Regions from separate parts of the Sus scrofa genome. Here region 1 is linked to region 2. Evidence: chromatin contacts called from public Hi-C data. All regions are on one chromosome and are shown on one strand. Each heading gives the region's core, a stretch centred on a gene start, on an enhancer-like site or on the middle of the called end of the contact. The rest is flanking DNA. Distances are from core to core; before and after follow the strand shown.

The links. Hi-C and Micro-C count contacts between places; a contact is called where the count stands out from the background.
Region 1: a Hi-C map of fetal liver shows a contact between it and region 2, with 2.0 times the contacts expected there. The contact joins two enhancer-like sites. A contact is called at or near these places in 1 of 5 promoter capture datasets (liver), 18 of 47 Hi-C or Micro-C datasets (adipose tissue, alveolar macrophages, blood and 11 more) and 1 of 2 datasets of contacts at active chromatin or transcription factors (skeletal muscle).

Annotation. Positions count from the first base shown.
Region 1 is chr12:1,455,653-1,461,111 of Sscrofa11.1, forward strand. No RefSeq gene overlaps it. Among named protein-coding and RNA genes, the nearest start is that of SLC38A10, 23 kb to the right of the region's middle. Within about 2 kb of position 1,634, at least 14 of the 83 cell types and tissues checked have an H3K27ac peak or open chromatin away from gene starts, as enhancers often do. A contact at or near this core is called in adipose tissue and fetal liver, where this site is marked.
Region 2 is chr12:1,339,682-1,345,035 of Sscrofa11.1, forward strand. No RefSeq gene overlaps it. Among named protein-coding and RNA genes, the nearest start is that of ACTG1, 22 kb to the left of the region's middle. Within about 2 kb of position 1,875, at least 49 of the 83 cell types and tissues checked have an H3K27ac peak or open chromatin away from gene starts, as enhancers often do. A contact at or near this core is called in adipose tissue and fetal liver, where this site is marked.

The DNA of each region.
Region 1 (5,459 bases), core at 384-2,883, 120 kb after region 2:
CAGGTGAGAGTGACAGATCGGGGCCGGGGAGCGGGGTCTCTGGAGCCTTGAGGACACCTGCAAAGGCTTTGCTGAGGAGGTGACCCAACCAGAGACACACACAGAGGCCCAAAGAGCGGAAGCAACTTGCTGGAGGCCTCACAGCTAACTGGGGAGGTGTGGGGGCCATTCCTCAGCCCTGCCTGCCAACCAAGCCGTGCTTCCCGCCCAGGGCAGAGCCCGGAGCTGCATGCCTGGGGGGATGGCCCACAGCCTGGGTTCCGGCCTGGGAGAGGCAGCTGCTGCCTCAGTGACAAACTGGGCTCAGACGCCCTGGCCCCAGGCCTGTGTGGGCGTGGGATGGAGCCGCAGCCCAGCCACACCTGTCCCGCCCGGGCCGGGGTGGGGTCTCCCATCCGCTGGAGCCTGGTCAGGTTTCTCACTTCACCCGAGGCAGGGCGCTGGGCAAAGGGCCCTGCCGGCTGTGAGTCACCGTCACCACCCAGCCTGCCAGCCTGCCTGCCAGGGCCGCTGCCAGACGGGAGACCCTGCAGGCAGGGCCCGGGCTCCCGCCCAGCCCGGCACCTCCCTCCCGCCCTGGCCTGACCTTCCGCGGACCCTGCGCCGTTTCTTACTCAACCGGGTTCTGAAATTTCACGGCTCCCTTTCCCCTGATCTTGTCCCCGGCGTTAAGATCTGTGAAATCGCAGGCTTGATCGGTTGGTTTTGTTTTTTCTCACAGACGCTGGGAGAAACCACTCGTGTTAAAAAGTTTGTGGGGGGCAGGTCCCAGGTGGCCTGGTGGGTTCAGGATCTGGCGTTGGCAGTGCAATGGTGCGGGTTCGATCCCTCGCCCAGGAGCTTTTGCATGAAGCTGATGTGGCAAAAAAAATACGTAGGTAAATAAATAAGAAATGAAGTTTGTGGGGACCCTGTGTGGATCACGCCAGGCAGTCGCCTCCAGGAAGGCCAGCTCTGGAAACACAGAGCCAGGAGGGGCTGCGGCTACTGCCGAGAGGACCAGGGAGGGCTCTTCCTGGGGGCCGTGGCCTTGAGTCCAGTCCAGAGACCCCGGTCCCACCTTCAGGCAGGCCTGGACCCCGGAAGCAGCTTCTCCAGGCAACCTGGGGTGCCCTCTGCCCTGGGGACAGCGCACGAGGCCAGTACACCCCAAGCAGGCTCCTGGTCAACCGCACACCAGCCCCCCGCCTCCCTGGGCCGTGCCCCTCCTCTCTAAGCCCTGTGGTCCAGGGGCCCCCTCCCCTGCAGGTGAGGCCTGGGGCCCTGAGAACCCTGCAGCGGGCAGAGCCCCATGTGGCCGGGCGACCAGCCTTGAACTGCCCCCACCACGGAGGCTGTCCATCACTGGATCCAGAAAGGGTCACTGCCGCCCCTCAGGAAGAGCAAGAAGGAAGCTGCAGGGCGCCCCCTACTGGAGAGAACCTGCACAGCGGGCAGACCTGGCCCTTGACCCTGGTGCAGGCAGGGGACACTGTCGGAGGCCCGAGCCCTCTCTGCTCTCCGGGGGTCTTTTTCCCTGGGGGCTGTGAGCTCAGCCGCTGCCCGGGGCCTTGGGAGGGACCTCACGGAGCCCTCATGACATACCAGGGCCGGTCTCTGTGCTGTACCTCCCTCCTCTGAGCCCAGAGCCCCCGAAGACGTGGGTGCTTGCTGTGTCTGCCCTCGACAGGCAGGAAATCCAGGCCGCAAGCGACAGGGACACCGCCCGGACCCTGCTGCCCTGGAGGCACGGAGCTGACTCCAAGAGACAGCCTTCCAGGGTGGGCGCTGGGGCCTCCCCGCTTCCAGCAGCGCCCCAGGCCTTCCTCACCCCCACAGCATCCCCCCCCCACCCCAGGCCCAGGGAAGAGAATGGAGACAAAATTTCTTTCTGTAAAAGACCAAAATCTGGGTTGAAAAAGGCCTGGGTGCCCGTGGTCCCTTCAACATAGAATCGGCACGGAACCCAGCCATGTCACGTGTGGGTATTTTTTCCAGCGAGCTGGGGGCAGCGGCTCCCCGTGTTCACAGCAGCCAGAAGGTGGGCACGGCCCACTGTCCACTGTCAGATGGAGGATAAGCAGAAGGTGCTCTGCCCACCCGCTGGGATTCGATTTGGCCTTAAAAAGGAGGACACTCTGGGAGTTCCCGTTGTGGCGCAGTGGTTAACGACTCCGACGAGGAACCATGAGGGTGCGGGTTCGATCCCTGGCCTCGCTCACTGGGTTAAGGATCCGGTGGTGCCGGGAGCTGTGTGGCAGGTCGCAGATCTACAGCACAGCGGCTGGGATCCCACAATGCTGTGGTTGTGGCGTAGGCCAGTGGCTACAGCTCCGATTCGACCCCTAGCCTGGGAACCTCCATATGGCGCCCGTGCAGCCCTAAAAATTAAGCAAAAAAAAAACCAAGGAAATTCTGACACACATGGATGAACTTGAAGACATCATATGCTCTGTGAAAGAAGTCAGACAAAGAGGACAGATATGGTTTGATTCCGCTCACACGGGTCCTTCGAATGGGCAAATTCTATTCCTAGAGACAGAAGCGGATGAGAGGTTACCAGGGGCGGGGGGTGGGGTGGGGGGAGTTATTGCTCAATGGGTAACGTTTCTGTTTCAGATGATGCAAATTTTGGAAATTGATAGAGGTGATGGTTGCACAACTTAGTGAATGGAGTGAAAGGCACTGAATTGCACACTTAAAAAATTACTTAAAATGGCTAATTTTATGTGACATGAATTTTTCACAATAAAAAGATTTTTTCAAAGAAGGGGCCCAGGGAGAGGCGTTGGGGGCGGGGGCCTGGGCTCTCCTCGTCCCTGTCCTGTCCTCCCTGGGAGGGGCTCCGTCCACCTCTGTGGCTGCCTCCCTGCCAGGCAGGCCCTGCTCAACAGGAGATAAAAAGCGATTTGGTCCACTTTGCTCCTTATTCAAAGACGGACACGGGGAACAAGTTGACACCGTGGGCACAGATAAGGTTGGGGGGTTCTCACGTCCGCGCCTTCACGCACCCCTTGCAAGAGTGGCTGCTCGGAGGCGACCTTGCGGCCACCACCCTCCGGCCCGGTTCTGGCTCTTGTCCGCCCCCCATCCCCCACCACTGCCTGTTGGCTGTGGGCTGACCTTGGCCTCCCTGCTGCTGCCAGCTGTGTTGGGAACACCTGCAACCTTTCCAGGCCGCCTGTTCCAAGACACTGACGGAATATGCGGAGGCCGCTTCCAAGCTGTGCCGCTTTGGGGAAGCGCCTTAACATCTCTGAGCCTCATTTTTCTTCGCTACAAAGGAGCATAATAAGGTCTGCATCCCAGAAATGACCGCTGCTGGGGCAAAGGGCTGGTTTGCGTGGCACCTGATACAGAGGGCGATCTCCAGGGTAGTGGCGGGCTAGGCTGTCGCCGAGTTGTGGGCTGAATGGTACCCCCCCACCCCCAGAAAAGAGACGTGTCCACCTGGAGCCCAGGACTATGACCTTATTTGGAAAGAAAGTCTTTGCTACGCCTCCCTCCAAACACCCCGCAAAGGCGGGTTTGTGGGTCTCACTCTGGAGCCATCTTTCCTACCCACGCACCCCCCGTTCGCCCTCAAGGCTGAGCCCAAGGACCTCCAGGCTTCCCGGGCTCGCGGCAAGGGGTCAGAGCATCCTGCTTCTCCAGCACCCGGGTTCTGCTTCGTCTGCTCCCCTGGAGCTCGGGGTGCAGGCCCTTCCCAGCGGGCCTGTGTGCGGCCCAGCTGGCTGGCAGTGCGCCAGGTGCATTCGGGGCAGCACGCACCTCGGGAGGGACCGAGGCTGGCCGGCCCGGCCCACCCGCAATGGGCGCTGGCGAAGCTGGGGTCCTCTGTTGAGCATCAGTCTCCTCGCTGGCTCAACGAGGGATCCCCCTTAGCGCACTTGGCTGCTGGCAGACTCTCTCCATCCTACTAACCAGAAGGCCTCCGTGCTTTCAAAGGCAGCTTGTCAATAGCGCATACGGGCATGCAGGTGTTTCCCAAAGGGGTGCAGTGCCCAGGGCCGCAGTCTTGGAATGGGAGGGTCAGGGCGGAGGGAGGACACTGGGGACTCTCTGGCCCCCAGACCCCAGGAAGCCCTTGGCTGACCTGGCTGTCGCCCCAGTTTGGCCCCAGCTCCTTGGCGACCCACCGGGGCCTGGACAGGTGTGATATGAAGGGCTGGCCCTTCCAGCTCTGTCCTCCAGAGTGAAGTGGGGGTCAGAGGGAGGAGGAGCCCTGGCGGTGCCCCCCACTCGCCCTGAGGAGTCTTTCCCCTCACAGGAAACAGGCCCTGGCCGCCGTGGCCTTGGCCTGGGCACCCGGGTTCGCGCGCCGGGCTGCCCGGCCCCACGGGTGTGGAACCGATTTATTCGGTAGCTTTGCCGCTGATTAGTTGCAGGTGAGTGGATGGCACGTGGTTTGTGTTGTAACAATATTTTGGGACAATTAGATTGAAACCACATTGTCTTGGCCCTGCTGGCGGCTCGCCCCAGCGCTGCACTCTCAGTGCCCTTTGCAGCTCCCGGGCTGGCCGGGCCACCCCAGCCTTCCTGGGGCCCCAGGGCACAGGGCAAGGGGGAGGGGGCCCTCCTGCTGGGGGGAGGGGGCAGGCCTCCCAGCCTCACCCCAGAGGGCTGTCCCCCCGGCCTCTGCTGACCACCGCCTCTGGTTGTTCTAGAAAACAGCTTTTGGGTGACTTCTCGAGGCAGGCGGGGAAGGGGCCTGGGGGGCCCAGAGGAGGACTTTAGGCTGGAAGGCCCCCCTCCCCCAGTGGTATCTTCACACCGTATGTCTGTTCCTACCCCGCAGGGGAGACCAGGAAGCATCTTCGCCCCGACTCCAGCTGCCATGACCCCAGACGGCATGCTCCAGGAGCAGAGCCCAAGCCAGGGACCCTCGGGTGGGAGGGGACAGCGAAGGGCAGGTCAGCCCACCTACTGGCTGGGGTTTGGTGTCCTACCCACCCCCCCAGCACCACGCCATGGGCAAAGAGGCCTGGCCCACGCTTGGAGGGGCTTCGCCCCGGACCCGTCCCCTTGGGAAAGGCCCAGGGTCCAGCGTCCATCCTTCGAGAGGAGGGAGGGGCTGCAAGGGAGCCCTGGGGCCAGGCCCAGGCTCTGGAAGGGGGTAGGTGACAAGGCCCGAGCACAGGTGGCAGAGTGAGACCTGAGTCCCGCCCCCACTGCACTAGTCAGCAGCAGCCTGGGCAGGGCGCCTCGCGGGGCAGGGGTCTGCAGAGGAGGCGTTGAGTCTGGGGCTTGTGGGACCGGGGGGAGGGTGCGGACCCCACATGCGGTGCCTCCCTGCCTTCTAGAAAAGCCACAGCCCTGGCCCAGAGCATTCTGGGACAGCCCTGGGGTGGGGGTGGGGGTACAGGGCAGGTGGCCCCGGGGCCCCACCTCTCAGCCTCCTTCAGACAAGGGTGATCCTGCAGATGGGGTGTTCCAGCTGCCGGAGGCCTGCCTGGGGTCCCGGGGCACCCCTCCCTGAC
Region 2 (5,354 bases), core at 625-3,124:
CCTTCCCATTCACTGGGCTCCCGGCCACCCCGATGGGGCCTGTTTAATTGATTCAATTTGTCCAACAGTAAAAACACTCTGCAGATGTCAGCCTCCCACCACCCCACTCCCAGGGAGCCAGCAGACACCTGCCAAGGCCCTGAGGCTGGGAGTCCTTCCAGGGGCCACTACAGCCAGGCTGCGGGGGAGGCCTCTGACCCTGATGCTGCTTGCTGGGAGCTGGAGTGGGTGGCCCAGCACCCCAGAGCCAAGGAGTCACACCGAGTGAGGGCGTGCTCCACCCGTGACATGAAGAAGCGTTCTGGACACCAATCAGGTTCAAATCTGTCTTTCTTGGGGAATTACATTTTTTACAGACTCTCAGTTCTTTCCAGGTGGGTGACCACATTTTGGTCAAACTGTCCCTGAGCCGCTGTCAGGGCTCCATCTTCGCCACCAATACTGGCTTAGGGGCTCTTCAAAGTCAACGGGAGTTGGAGTTCCCGTCGTGGCGCAGTGGTTAACGAATCTGACTAGGAACCATGAGGATGTAGGTTTGATCCCTGCCCTTGCTCAGGGGGTTAAGGATCCGGCGTTGCCGTGAGCTGTGGTAGAGGTTGCAGACACGGCTTGGATCCCGTGTTGCTGTGGCTCTGGTGTAGGCCTGCTGCTACAGCTCCAATTGGACCCCCAGCCTGGGAACCTCCATATGCCTCGGGAGTGGCCCTAGAAAAGGCAATAAAAAAAAAGACAAAAGACAAAAAAAAAAAACCAGTCAATGGGGGTTGCAAAGGGCGCTGAGGAAACGGTGGGCCCTGACCTGCCTGGCAGGGGCCCTGTCCCACCTCAGTGGTCTCTTTAGCTGCTGTATCATGGGACGAACGGAGCTGAACCTCTAGACTCCCAGAGAGGGGATCCGAGCCTGGAGAGGACCTCAGGCCCCAGTCTGGAGATCGGGAGCCCTGTGTCCACAGCCTGGACAGCACTGCAGCCTGGCTGCCTCCCAGGATGTGTGTGGCCACCAAGGCACTGGGCGATGCCTCCAGATAGTTTCTGGAGGAAGGTGGTGACTTTGAGGAAAAGAGACCAGACTGAACGCCTGACCCCCTAGCCCAGCCCAGTGCTCTTTCTCCCGGCAAGGGCCCTGGCTCCTAGGGCCACCACTTTCCACCCCCGAGGGGGGCCCCTGTGAAGTGGTGGAAGAGGGAGGATGATTTGGGGAGAGTTTGTACAGCTGGCCCGGCTGAGGCCCGGGCTTCTGTCCCTTCCCCCATCCAGCCCCTCGGATCAGGAAAGGACTGTCGCTCTAAATGAGGGCTCAGGTTAGCAATGTCCAGACACTTAGTCTCCCCTCTAAGGCCATCTCCCACGTGCTCCACGCTCCCCCGCAGGAAAAATCGGAGACTTTCTGTCACTGCCTGGGCACGTTGCAGAAAGAGCCCCAGCTCATTTTTTATGGGCTCTTCTTGTCCCCAAGTCCTGGGAGACAGGGAGAAAGCAAGGGCAAGGCACCGAGGGACGTAGCTGAAAGGGCTTGTCCAAGGTCAGCCCCTGCGCAGGCTGTGTTTCAGGCAGCTGGTTCTTTCTCCCATGCCAGTCGGGTGGGTGAGGAGGGGGCGAGAGCGGGGCTGGCCCCAGGAGCGGCCAGCTCGGAGGGGCCTCGACCGCAACTGGCAGCCTCCCGGCGGCCCCGACCGGGGCTTTGGGGTGGGGGGGTGCCCACAGCTGAGGCGCCGGGGCCGCAGGGGACCCCGAGGCGGGGCCCGGGAGGCGGGGCCGGCGGGGCCGCGGAGGAGAGAACAAAAGAAGGCCCCGCCCCTCGCTGACTGGCTCTCCGCAGCCAATTGGCGAGGTGGCTGCCGACGACACCCTCTGATTGGCTGCTTGGTGGCCAATCGGGTGCCCGGGCTGCGAGCCCGTACGGCCCCACGTGGGGAGGCGCGCGCGGCGGTTCTCAGTCCTAGGCGGGCGGGGCGCCCAAAGCCCGGGGCGCCGCGGAGGCAGGACAGCGACCCGCGGCCCCGCGGCCCCGCGGCCCCGCGCCACTCCCGGGACGCTCGCCCCGAGGACTCCGAGCCGTCCCCGAGGGTCCCCGAGTGCCCTTGGAGCGCAAAGCGCTGTGCCATCTTCTCGGCCCTCTGTCGTGCGGGGCCGCGGATGGCGGGGGGGGTCGTGGCTGCTCCCGTTGCACACGTGGAGTGAAGTGACAGCCTCAAAGCCACAGAGCCTGTGAGGGTGGAGCCCCTGGGGTTTTCTTGATCCCGCTGCTGGACCGCGGGTCCAACCACGGCTTGGGCTTGGGCTTCTCCCCACCCCCCGCCACTGTACCCCCAGAAGGCTGGGCTCAGGGAAGGAGGGACCTGAGGGCTTGACCAAGGAGACTGAGGAAAATCGTCAAGGAAGGGGCAATCTGCTGTTGGGTGGTGGAGGGGCCAGCAGGGATCAATCCATTCACTGATTGAGTCGGTTATTGACAGCACCTGCTATTATCCTGAGGCCACAAACAGCGGTGGCCCCAGGAAGGCCTGGAGGCAAGCCTTCCCCTAGTTTCCACTGGTCTCCCCTCCAAGCTACTCCAAGTGGAACATACAAGAATGTTCTTTGATACGGGCAATTGATGTGGTCTTACACTTTTATGGCACCTCAGACAGAGGATTTGAAAAGAGTTGAATAAATGGAAAATGAACGAATTGAAGAGGAGATCATGCAGGCCAGGGCCGGCAATAACGGGGAGCTGCTATCCCGTTGACTTGAAGGGCCATGGGAGAGGCCCATCCAGCAGAAGGTCCGACCTTGGAAGGAGGGTCGTGGCCAACCTGGCAGGGAGGGTCCTGGTTGTACATGTGCTGGCCTCACGTTCCTCCTGCCTGCTCCTCACAGCTGCAGCTCCTTCCTGGCTGAATCCCTAGCGACCCTGTGCCCCAGGGTCCACCTCCGGCCACAGGGCAGGACAGCTGGGGCGGGAAATGGGGACATGTCCAGCACCTGTTCTGAAGTGTGACTAGAAGCATCTTAGGAACACTGCTGTTTTGTTTTATTTTGTAGGCAGTGACATACGGTGTGAGTGAAACCCAGGTGTGTCCTTGCAGAGGTACCTCCCCCTCGCCCCCCACCCCCACCCCCCTGCTTTAGGGCCGCACTCCCAGCACAGGGAGGCTCCCAGCCTAGGAGTCAAAATGGAGCTACAGCTGCCGGCCTCCACCACAGCTGCAGCAACGCAGGATCCGAGCCGCGTCTGCGACCTACACCACAGTTCATGCAACGCCGGACCCTTAACCCACCGAGTGAGGCCAGGGATTCAAACCCGCCACCTCAGGGTTACCCGTCAGATTCATTTCTGCTGCACCACGGTGGGACCTCCCAGAGGTACGTTTGAAATGGGTGGGGTGGGGCTTGGCCAAGCCTCTCCCTCCCAGTGCGAACCCATTCCAGCTCTCCAGAAGGACGGTGTACAGTGATGAGTCAAACAGGAGGCAGAGCAGTGGACAGAGAGCACATGTGTCCGTCCACATGGCCTCCTAGATGCTCCTAGCTGTCATGGGCACAGTTGGGACCATACGTCCCCGGGGCAGGGACTGGCCTTTCGCCGTTGTCTCTTCACGGTGCCTGCGTCAGAGGGTGCTCCGCCCACACTGCAGGACGAAGGGCCCACGCCTTTTTTGGGTTTTGGCTTTTTTCCACAGCCACACCTGTGACAAATGGAAGTTCCCAAGCTAGGGGTTGAATCGGAGCTGCAGCCACCAGGCTACACCACAGCCACAGCCACAGCCACGCCAGATCCGAACCACATCTGTGACCTACACCACAGCTCACAGTAATGCTGGATCCTTAACCCACTGAGCAAGGTTGGGCAAGGATTGAACCTGTATCCTCATGGATACTATGTCAGGTTCTTAACCCACTGAGCCACAGTGGGAACTCTTGGACCATGCGTTTTGCCTGGCGAGTTTAGAGACAGGGCTTCCCTCTGTGGCGGGGGGCGAGGGGGGTCATTCACTCACATCCTTTCAGGGGGCCTGTCTCTACCCCGCCAGGGCTCAGCCCCAGGAGGCGCCAAGGAGGCGTGACGTCCGCGGTCCAACAGGAGTAGCCAGAACAAGTTCAGGAGGGGACAGCCTGAGCCAGGGACCTCTGAGAAGTTGGGAGGAAGAGGACTCCTTGCAGAATGGAGATGATGGGAGGAGGTGGCGCTTGAGGTGGCTTTGAAGGGCAGGTAGGAGTGGGAGCCCCGGAGAAGATGAAGGAAGGCAAAGGGCGCAGGTGAAACCGTGGGGTCCAGAGACGTGGCTCCAGGGAGTCTGGCTGTGTGCACACCCCACCCGGCGGGAGTCGGGGGGCCTGGCCCAGGCGCCCCTACCTCGGACCCCCCCTGTCGTATGGCAGCATTAATGGGATTAGCGGGCAGTCGAATGAGAATGTGAAGTGCTAATTACCGGCTCAGTAAATACACGTGAGCTGTGGTCATCAGCATCCGCTGAAGTCAGGGAGGTGGTGGGGGCTTTGGTGGGATTCAAGGAGCCCGAGTGGGAGCAGCGGGGGCTGTGGCGTGAGGATGGCCCTCAGGGACAGCAGGGTCACCTCGAGTTCCTCCATCGCATGTGGCCGATGTCACTGATCCAGCAGCCCCTCTTTCCTGCACAGCCCGGAGGTGGGCTCAGGATCCTTGGCGCCTTCTCAGGCAGCCCCTAATCAATCGCAGCTGGCACACAAGATGACCAGGTTGCCATCCCTGCCTCGGCCAAGATCAGAAACTTGGATCCGATGGCCTGGCGTCAGGAGCGCCAACTCCAGACCTGCCTTTTCCCTGAGCCTGCTTCCCACGTGGAAGGAAACCGGGCAGGTGGACCGGATGGCGCTCCAGAGTGGGGAGGGCATGTCCCTTAGAGTGCCATCTGGCTGCTGGGCGGGACCTGCCGGTGCCCTCGGTGCTGTCGGAACAGCCCTGAGCCCCGGGGTGGGGGGCGGTCATTGTGGTGCCCCTCAGGTCAAAAAGAGCGAGAGGACCAGGAAGAGCAGGCAGGCACGGCAGGAGTGGTGGGCTCCGTGGGGCGCTGCGCGGAGCCCAGAGCCTCAGGGCAGAGGCGCAGCCCTGAGCCAAGAAGGGGAGAGGGGATGAGCGACACGGGCTGGTCTGGGGGACAAGACTGTCTCTACATTCCCTGCACACGCCTCTTCCTTTTAAAAATTCGCCTAAAAACCTGAGTGCACGCGTCTCAGGTTTACAGGCGAATGGAGTTTGCGTCTGTGTTTACCATGCCACCAGCGTCCCATCCGGACGACTGGCTGCCCGCCCCCCCCTGCCCCGTCCGAGGCTCCCTGGTGCCCCCTCCAACCCCGCACCCTGGAGATGCTCCCTAGAGATGTCTTTTGCCTGA